Regions from separate parts of the Danio rerio genome. Here region 2 is linked to region 1. Evidence: chromatin contacts called from public Hi-C data. All regions are on one chromosome and are shown on one strand. The core of a region is the stretch at or near the end of the contact, and the rest is flanking DNA. Distances in the headings are between cores, read along the strand shown.

Region 1 (5,681 bases), core at 1,089-3,588:
GTTTATTTTTATAATTATATATTATAATATATTTTATAATCATTTATTTTCAGTTCAAGTTTTTTAAACGTCAATGTTCTGCTTCGAATTATGATTGTAACGTCTCACTTCTAACTAACTGCAAACATTTGGACCGTTATTCATTACAGATTATGGTGACACTTTAATACCAATTCTCACTATTAACTAGTGGCTTATTATCTACCTGTTATTAAAATATTGGCTGTTTATTAAAACAGTATAAAGTACATATTCCTCATGATAAAAATCCAGCTCTTCCAAAAACACAGCCGTGCTCTTAAACACAGCTCTGGTTCCACGTGAACAGCTCTTTACTCTTCAGGAACGAGAGGAACCACCAAACAAGAGTTTACCAGCACCGAGGCGCTGTGTTTGTGCTTTTACAGGCTTCAGATGGTGACACTACACGGGTTTATTTTACATCCTCTGTAAGCTCAACATGGTGGAAGGTTTCCCACAGGAGTCCACGCTGAGCCAGAGGAATAAATCAGTCTGCTGGATCTGTCAATGGCGCTTCATAAAACGCCTATCACTCCCAATAAACCTTCACGGTCATTTGCGCGGTGGGATTTTTTGCGGTGGCCTCAGATCTTACAGTACGGCTGTAGAGTAGAGTAAAGTCACGACTGTAGAGAGGAAGTGAAGCTAATTAGAGAACGCAGACTGACCTTAACATCTGGACTGGACCTCACACGTGTGCTAAGAGCCACCAGTTCTTCGATGGACATGATGGAAACAGATTTAAATCAATGTGATTACACTTAAAAAAAAATGACGTTTGCTGTTTGTTCAAATTACTTATTTAAAATAAACAACACAATTATTGACTATTTTTTAAGACAACCTCATTGTTTTATGTTTATTCTAGGGCTGGGCTGATAATTGATATTATATCGAATCGTGATAAAATTTATATCAATAACAATAAGCTGTGGACTTTTTTACTCTATACTGATCTAATAGCTTCGGAGAACCGGAAGGAATGTGATGGTGGGGAAAAAATGGGTGGAAAAAAAAGGGGATAGAAAAATATATATTTTTAAAAGATTTTTCTCTCGCAAAGATGTTTTGCGTTCCCTTGCAAAACTGTTTTCTAATAACTGTTGGCTAATAATTCTGACTTCAACTGCATGTCAAAACAAACTTTTATTTTGGATGTGGTTCATCTTTGCCCAGCACTAAAAATAAAAAAATAACAACAATAGTAGTTTGCTAATGTTTATTTTTTTATGTAGTTTTTTTTTTATTGTAACATATTAACAATACAAAAATAAATATATATATATATATATATATATATATATATATATATATATATATATATATATATATATATATATATATATATATATATATAAACATATACATGCCAGGGGGTAAGCATAAATCAAATACAAATATACATATGTAAACATCAAATGAATACATTGTAGAGTTCACAAAGTTTTAAAGTGCATAGGGCTTTCTTATTTAGAGAGTCTCTGATACTACTAATATATAGGCATAATTCAGTCATCAACACCTTAAAGTTGGGTTTCTTATTGGTAAATTTACATTTATGAATGTAAAATTTTGTTAGCAAAATAATTAAATTAATTAAATGAAAACAATTTTCCTCTTGAATAGGGTACATAGAAATGCCAAAAAGTACATGTTCCCACAACAATGATAGAGGTTTAGAACACTGTAATTTGTTATTAATAAATTTTTGCACCTCACTCCATAAGTTGACTGAGTATGCGCAATGCCAAAATAAGCGCCGTCTCCTCATATTCATTACAAAAAATACAATTTATATCAATCCCACTTTTAAATTTTTGTAAATAATGTTTTGCTGGATAAAATCTGTGGAGAAGTTTGTAAGATATTTTATTTCTAACATGGTATTTCTGTGGTAACAGCCACACTTTTTTCCAGCAAATCACTTGATCCTTTAATAAAGACATCCAATAAGATTAAATATAAGGTACAGTAATAAATTCTCTTTGGAAAAGGGTACGCATAGCTTTATTATTACTCTTGGTATATATATTAAAACAGGTTTTGCCCACATATGATTTAGTGACATCAAAAGACGATGCATCAAAAGCACGGACTTGATTAATACCTCTAAATAACATATGGACCCTGAAGGATTTGAATTAATAACAGTTGAAAATTCTTGTTGGGTAGTTTGCTAATGTTTAACCAACGGCTGTTCATGGGCAAAATAAATAACCAGCAGATGGTGCAAATGAGTCATGAAGGATTATTTTGAGGAAGGCGGCAGACGAGCAGCTCAAAGCGGAAACTCAGGAGTCAACACGGGGTCAAAGCTCAAGTTTCAGTCTATGGCATTTTTATAAATCAGTTGTGAAATCCTGGTTGAGACGAGGCCGTGTGGCATTGCTTTTATCATTAAAATAATAATTCAAAAAATGTATTTTTCTCACCAAAACTGATCATGAAAGATACTAAAAATATAAATACTGGGTTGTTGTAACCCAACATTGGGTTAAATGTGAACACATTTGTTCAATTCAATTTAAATGACACTGTTTACCCTAATGGGTTGAGCTTATCCATATTTGACCCAACAGCCTTTTTTTCTTAAAGTGTAGTTTCATTCATTTTATTTTTGGCTTAGTCCCTTTATTCATCAGGGCAGGGGTCGCCACAGCGGAATGAACCGACATCACTGGGAAACACCCTTACATTCACAGTGATACACTACGGCCAATTTAGTTCATCATTTCCCCTATAGCGCATGTGTTTGGACTGTGGGGGAAACTAGTGCACCCGAAGGAAACTCACACCAACATGGGGAGAACATGCAAACTCCACATAGAAATGCTAACTGACTCAGCAGGGGCTCGAACCAGTCACCTTCTTGCTGTAAGGCGATCGTGTTTTTACATTATGTTCTTATAATTTGATTTTAATATTATATTCCAGTTTAGATTATGACAGAACTAAAGAGTTTCAGAAATAATTATGTGCCTCACTTATTTAGACTTTCAAACAAGGCTCCCTGAACCTGAATGCTTTTAGGATGCTTAATTATATATGAAATTAAATTTCAGCACTGTTTATTAATTTGTTTGTGTATACAGTAGATGTAGGGCGGGTCTTGATTTTGTCCGTGGGAGATTGATTGGCTCATTGGAGCGTATCTCATGTGAATGACAGGATGGTTGATCCCGTTCTTACTCTAGTAAACATTAATCAGAGAAGAGATGATACTGAAGAGGGAGGGGAAGTTATTCTAATCAAACATGAATTAAATTAAACCTTTTTTTTAAATTGCACATTGTTTAAATTTATAATAAAGAGCTACAGTTACAACAAAAACTAAAAGTAATAATATAAAACTAAACTCATAAAAAGGCAAACGCATTATAAAATCTGATTGTTAATTGATCATATTTGCTTAGAATTAACCCGTATGTCAACACATTCAACTTATATTTACTACATCACCAAAATATCATACAATACAGAAGAGTCCACTAATCAGAGAGCTGCAGTGAGCCAAAAATGATTGTTAGTCCCGCCCACTTCCATAAAGCAATGCACATATTCCTTTAGTTTATGTACACAAAATAACTTTTAGACTTCTTTGCTATTAAGCTGACAGCACTGTGCTTTGTCTTATTGTCTGGTTTTAATATATTTCTTTGTTTCTGAGTTTGGTAATGCTCGAATCTCCTCGTAACCTGTTGGTTTTGTTCACAATTAATAATGCTTTAATAAAAAAAAAGAAAGAAAGAATGGGAAAATATGTCCAGATCCAGCAAACAGGAACTGATGCACTTCATAATTAATGCATGTCTAATAAAAAATATATAATAAAATTAATCATAATATTAAACAAACTGTGATAACTTTAATTTCAGTGTTTTGTGATTATGATGTGTATCAAAGCTCATTCATACTAATGCCCTTTATAATTAATAGATGTTTAATAAAAATATGTAGTTATAATAATAATAATAATAATAATAATAATAATAATAATGATGATGATGATGATAAACAAGAGCTGTGGTGACTTTAATTTCAGTGCTTTGTGATTATGATGTGTATTGAGGCTCACACATACTAATGCACTTCATAAATAATGCATTTATAATCAAAATATATAATAACAATAATAATAATAATAATAGTAATAATAATAAAAATGCTAATAATAATAATGATGATAAACAAGAGCTGTGGTGACTTTAATTTCAGTGCTTTGTGATTATGATGTGTATTGAGGCTCACACATACTAATGCACTTCATAAATAATGCATTTGTAATCAAAATATACTAATAATAATAATAATAATAATAATAATAATAATATTAATAATAATAATAATAATAATGATGATGATGATAAACAAGAACTGTGGTGACTTTAATTTCAGTGCTTTGGGATTATGATGTGTATTAAGACTCAATACATACTAATGCACTTCATAAATAATGCATTTATAATCAAAATATACTATAATAACAATAATAACAATAAGCAAGAACTGTGGTGACTTTAATTCCAGTGCTTTGTGATGACGATGTGTTTTAAGGTTCATAAATACTGATACACACCATAATTAATGCATTTTTAGTAAAAAATAAATAATGAACAAACTGTGGTGACTTTAATTGCAGTGTATTGTGATTATAATGTGTATTAAAGCTCATTTATACTAATGCACTTCATAATTAATGCATCTGTAATATCTGTAAGATGTACAATAATAATAATAATGATAAAAACAATAATAATATTATTACTAATAATAATAACAATAATAAAAATAAGGATAATAATAATAAAAAACAAGAACTGTGGTGACTTTAATTTCAGTGTTTATCTTGTTTTGTGATTATGATGTGTATTCAAGCTAATACAGCAGCTTCGTTTAAGACACAAAACATTTATTAATAATATAAATCTAGAAATCATGACAGAAGAGATTTGTCAATTAATTATACGTTTTTTGATCTTAAAAAAACAGCTGATTTTTTGATAATCTTTTAGCTTTTTATGCAGCTTACAAGACCCTGTTTTTATTTACTTTCATTCAATTTAAAAGCGTATTATTCTCAATTAATTTTATGATTTCCTCAAAAAACAGCTTTTTGGGTGAACTTTCCCTTCAACCCAATCTTCTGCTCAGAGTGTTGAAGAAACAGATGACTGAGCATCAGTATTACATGATTTCCAGGCAGAACATGATGCAAATCGCTGTTCTCATATTCCTGTACTCGTATAATAACGATTTACAGGCCTCTTTGAAGATAACAATATGTGTCGGATGGTTATTTATGCTGTCCCAAACATAAACGATGCCAATGAAAGTTTTATCTTGGTGATAAATACAGCGCCGTGATTTGCTCTAAACTCTGTCATCAGCTCCAACAGCAACAATAACAAAAGCATGAATGGAGAAAACAAACGCAGATCGTTTATTCCTCGCTGTCATCTGTTATCCGAGAGATTGCGAGAACATCGGCGACTCTTCCAAACGCCTGTCAAACATTCAGCTCACATCATCTCTGACTTTCGCTAATGTGCTGGTTTCCATTACATTACGTTGAGTGACAACATGAGGCAGGTCATGATAGCAAAACTACTGCTGGCATGAGCTCCGTCTGTCAGGACATCACTGCAATAACCAGCTATTAT
Region 2 (5,681 bases), core at 2,169-4,668, 34 kb after region 1:
TACAGTTTATATTACAGTTAAATACTGTAAATATACAGTAACTTACTGACAGCAGTTCATCAGTAATTTACTGTAAATCAATTACAGCAAAAATACTGTATTTACATTTAGAGCACAATTTATCTTGCTGTATATGCATCTACAGAACTTTATTGTATATCTTTGCTGTAAAATATACAGTAATTTTCACAATGCAACTTTAAAGTAACATACAGCAAAACTTAGCTACAGTAAAACACAGTTCATATTACAGTTAAAGACTGTGTAATTTACAAAAATTCACGTTAATAAAACGTTAACCCCCTCTGTTGTGGTTTGATGAGATTCTGACTTTTCTAGCCGTGAAATAACTCAAATCATTCAGTGTGGTGATATTGAGCTATAATACACTCAAAACTTGCCGGAACTACTTTAGCTGTGCGTTTATCTGGAAATAACCACACGCCTCAGAACGTTCCTCAGCCAATCAGAGTCAAGCATTCAACAGTCCCACGATATAAGCAAATATGACAGACAGGCCGGATATTTCTAGAGCTGACAAAAAGCAAGTCTCTGATGAGGTGAAGCCAAACATTGATGAATGTTGGCACAGATGGAGGAGTTAACAGAGGTTTTCATGGCCCGCGGACATCCGTGACCGAATCAGTCAGAATGGTCATTTAGCTGGAGCCAGCGATAGGAGAAAAAGAAAGCTGGTGAGGGTCCAAAATCAACATTTCTGACACTGTCTTTTAGTTTAGATGAGCACTCAGAAAAAAAAAACAGGAGAATGAGAGAATGCTTTGAGTCCAGAGAGGTTGCAAAGGGTTTGTTGAGGTTTACTGTAGGGCGGCAGACATATTTGTCATTTCCAGACCAAAACACTGGGAAGATTGATCGGTTTGCCTTCATTTAGCGGCTATAGATTACTCTACTGTAAATGCCCGACACATTGTTTCACATACAGAACTTAAACAATCGTTAAAAGTTAATGAATGGCATATTAATATGTCAGGTAAACCAAAATATTCAGCCTTTCAGCTGAGTTTCTTTTTTTTGCGTCTTCAAGGAGGATAATTATGGCTGTATAATGTTTAAATATGGCGACACGGTGGCTCAGTGGTTTGTACTGTCACCTCAATGCAAGAAGGTCGCTGGTTTGAGCCCATGCAGGGTCAGTTGGCATTTCTGTGTGGAGTTTGCATGTTCTCACTGTGTTGTTGTGGGTTTCCTCTACAGTCCAAACACATGCGCTATAGGGGAATTGAATAAGCTAAATTGGCCGTAGTGTGTGTGTGTATGTGAATGAGGATGTATGGGTGTTTCCCAGTGCTGGGTTGCAGCTGGAAGGGTATCAGCTGTGTAAAACATGCTGGAATAGTTGGCGGTTCATTCCGCTGTGGCAATCTCAGATTAATAAAGAGACTAAGAAAATGGGAAAACTGAATAAATGAGTTGGCGGTTCATTCCGCTGTGGAATAAACTAACTAAGCTAAAGGAAAATGAATGTTTAAATACACATATTATAAAGATTTTCATATATACATTCAGTTCAGGTGAATTAATGGTGATCTCGAGCGAAGGCGTGCGGACAGAAATGGATGTGGTGTTGTAAGATGTTGCATATAAGCGCAAACCTTTCTGCCTCATCATTCATTATGGGGCAAACTTCAGACTGAAATGAGGGCATGTAAAGCTCGGCGTGAAAAGAAAAGTCTAACTGTGCTGAGCGCTGCAGCTGGAAGTATTTTAATGGCTTGTCAGCACCTCTTTCACAGAGCTGTGAGCGAGCAAAACTACTCAAATGCATAGAAACAGCCTGAAACGCCTTCCTAAGAGCTTACATTTACAGTTACATCCCTGAAATAATGTAGTGCTTTATGATATATTAGGTTTAAAACTGCTAAATGATGACATTTAATTGGTTTATTTGTAAAAGCATTATATTTTGGAGAATTTGGAGGACATTCCTGAGATGGCACATATACATACACTCAATTTTTTGTTGTTGTTCCTTGTTCAAACAACTAATTCATTCATTTTCCATCAGCCTAGTCCCTTTATCTATTAGGGGTCGCCACCAAGGAATGAACCGCCAACTATTCCAGCATATGTTTTACACAGCGGATGCCCTTCCAGCTGCAACCCAGTACTGGGAAACATCCATACACACTCATTCACACACATACACTATGGCCAATGTAGCTTACAACTAATTCAATTCAATTCAATAATTCAATTTAAGCTAAAAAAAACACAATTATTAAGATTTTGTTGCGACAACTTAATATTGTTAGTGTTCAATCAACTTAACTCAATCGATTTGTTTTGAGACAACATTTCATTTTTCTTCAGTTTAGTCCCTTTAATCATCAGGGGTTGCCACAGCGGAATGAACCACCAACTTATCCAGCATATGTTTTACACAGCGGATGCCCTTTCAGCTGCAACCTAGTACTGGGAAACACCTATACACACTCACTATGGCCAATTTAGTTTGGGCAATTTCCCTATAGCGTACGTCTTGTGGGGGAAACAGGAGCACCAAGGAAATCTTGTCACATTGTATACATATTTAATTATTTATTTATATTTAATACATGCTTTTATACTTTATTTTATTCTTATTGAAGAGAACAATTTTTAAGCTTTTACAAAATAAAGGTTTTTTATTAGTATTATGAATGATTACAATAAAAAAATAACTATATTACAATCTTTTTTACACCAAGAAAATAATTGTTCTTTTAAGAACTGTTTAGTGACAGTTTGTATTGCATCATTGCATAAAAATATCATGTTTTTTTATTATTATTTATGGAACCATAAGTGCCAGTGGAGAACTAAAATTTTTGTAAATACGTCTAAATGCATGCAAAAAAATATGCAAACTAATTACACAGCATGTATTTTAACAAGTATGTATATATATATATATATATATATATATATATATATATATATATATATATATATATATATATATATATATATATAATGTGTTCTCTAACGGAACTTATGGCTTTATGAATGATAATAAAAAAAATCTTCAATTTTAAAAGCGTTCTTTATATATTTTTCTCACGTTTTTAAGTGGTTATGCAATGATGCAATAAAACTCTTTCAGTAAACAGCTCTTAAAAGAACGATTATTTTGCATTTTATTTTGCCACGACTGAATTGAAATGTTTATTATTATTATTATTAAGAATTTTTAAGCATACCTAAATGTTAAAATGTAAACTGTGTAATGCAATAAGAGATGAATGCGTGCATTTCATACATGCGCACACGAAACTCAAACACTACAGATGTGTGTGTGTGTGTGTGTGTGTGTGTGTGTGTGTGTGTGTGTGTGTGTGTGTGTTCGTGCTTTCAGGATGCTTTTTTTTGCGTTCAGCATGATGCTTTATAAGCTTCTCGTTGGCTTCGCGTCATCATCATCTGTCATCGCTTCAGCAGAGAAACAAGTGTATGAGCTGCAGCCAACCGCTCCACATCACTCGCACACACTCATTCGCCTGCGTTGGCTTTTAAAGGAGAGTTTGCATTCATTTTGCGAAGGATAACCCGTGAATATGGCATCGGTTTGTGCGGTGGCGCGCGTTTTGCTCTGTTTGAACGTCGTCAAAGTTTACTTGGTGAGCTCGGAGCTGAACGGAGATATTCCCGCAGAAGAGCCCACCATCCACAGCCCTGCTCGAGATATGATGACGGTTCATATGTACAGAGTTTATGATAAATACAGCAAGAAGCAGCAGCAGCATCAACAGCAACTCAATGTGAACACAATACGAAGCTTTAGAGGAGTTCCAGGTGAGTGAAAGTAAAAAAAAAGGAGTAATTTACAAACTGTGCGACTGATATACTGTAAATAAACACTGTAAATGTGGTGAGTTAATATCTTAAGATATATTAATTAACTTTGTTTAACGACTTGATTTCTATTTAATTACTTGCACCCCAAATGAAAACACTAATGTAAATATAGTGTTTTTAAACCTTATACTGTCTTTAAAACGTTATTTAATCGACTTTAATCGTTTATATTTAATTACTTACACCCCACTTGAAAAAAAAACTATAGTAATGTTGAGTAAATACTATGTTTTTGAACCATACTATAGCGAATACTTTCCCAGTATGGGGTTGCAGCTGGAAGAGCATCCGCTGTGTAAAACATATGCTTGAATAGTTGGTGGTTCATTCAGCTGTGGAAGCTGAAGGAAAATGAACGAATGACAATAGTGAATACTTCTTGTGGTAATTCTATTGGGAACACAATAGTAAAATATAAACAAATTACCCCAAAATGTAGTTTTCGACAAATATTGGATATCTTATACTACAATACAGCAGTTCACTGTGGTAAAACTAAAGTATACTACAATATTATCAGTTAACTGTAGTTAATTAATAGTATTCTCTAGCATTTATTAACAGAGTTGTCAACACTATAATATATACAGTGTAAAACACTTATACACTAGAATATTTTTTTATAAATCACTATAGTATTTTTTTCATGTGGGTATATATATATATTTTAATATTAAGTTAGATTTAGGTTGTGATATCAGGTGACCAAAATTCAATGTCTAGTCAGCATCTAAGGACGTTATTTTGACGTCCAATAATGGCATCAAATGATGTTGATATTTGGTTGATTTTAGGTTGTGTTGGAAATTGACAAAATCCAACGTCGAGCCAACATCTTAATCTAACGTCATATTGACGTCAAATACTGACATTTATTCATCAAGTAAGCAACCAAAATCCAACGTCTGATAGACATCACAGTGGTAACATCCACACAATGTCAAGCTGTAGCGTCATTAAACGTTGATAGTTGGTTGATTTTAGGTTGTGTTGGAAAGTGACCAAAATCCAGCGTCGAGTCAACATCTTAAACCAACGTCATATTGACGTCAAATACTGGCATTTATTCGACTGGTATGGCAAATGAAATCCAACGTCTAATAGACGTCATAGTGGTAAAGTCCACACAACCTCAAGCTGTAACATCATTACACGTTGATATTTGGTTTATTTTAGGTTGTGGAAAGTAACCGATATCCAACGTTGAGCCAACGTCTAAATCCAACGTCATACTGACCACAAATACTGGCATTTATTCGTCAGGTATGGCAATCAAAATCCAACGTCTGATAGACGTCATAGTGCTAATGTCCACACAACGTCAAGCTGTACCATCATTACACGTTGATATTTGGTTGATTTTAGATTGGACGTCTGACACTGACGTCAGCCTGACGTTTATTTGGCAAACAAAATGCAACGTCCCCACGACGATGGGGTACAACCAGGGTGCGAATTACAGGGGTGTTAGGGGGGGTCTGGTCCCCCTAATTAACGAAAATCAAATGTATAGAGGTGTTTGCTCTGATCTGTATCTAAAATAATATTAATAATTAAACTATTGAATTATAAATATACTTTTAACTACTCTATAATGGTTCATACCATTTACAATGCCCAATTGCGCCAATCAGTCTATACGAAACTGCAGTCTGAAACTGCAGATCAAGAGACATAAGTGTCCGCAAGACACTTAAAATAGGTGTTTGTATCTACGTACTGTATATTTTAAAAGTAATGTCAAATTAGATGCATAGTTTGACCTACAGGAACTTCTAAAATAGCTAATCAGAGGTAACTACGTCAAAATATGCTAAATATCC

The links. A called contact is a pair of places that touch in the nucleus more often than the background predicts.
Region 2: a contact with region 1 is called in a Hi-C map of an unstated tissue, with 2.2 times the contacts expected there. The contact joins the promoter of gdf10b here to the enhancer-like site in region 1. A contact is called at or near these places in 2 of 18 Hi-C or Micro-C datasets (caudal fin and an unstated tissue).

The regions. Positions count from the first base shown.
Region 1 is chr12:2,991,448-2,997,128 of GRCz12tu, forward strand. The region is part of intron 24 of frmpd2 (FERM and PDZ domain containing 2); the gene reads left to right. All of the region lies in intron 4 of LOC103911892 (a long non-coding RNA gene), which reads right to left. Among named protein-coding and RNA genes, the nearest start is that of gdf10b, 34 kb to the right of the region's middle. Within about 2 kb of position 2,339, at least 3 of the 62 cell types and tissues checked have an H3K27ac peak or open chromatin away from gene starts, as enhancers often do.
Region 2 is chr12:3,024,780-3,030,460 of GRCz12tu, forward strand. gdf10b (growth differentiation factor 10b) reads left to right here and starts at 3,419. Exons shown (of 3, transcript XM_068224687.2): 1 at 3,419-3,795. The coding sequence starts at 3,558. The region is part of intron 24 of frmpd2 (FERM and PDZ domain containing 2); the gene reads left to right. The region is part of intron 4 of LOC103911892 (a long non-coding RNA gene); the gene reads right to left.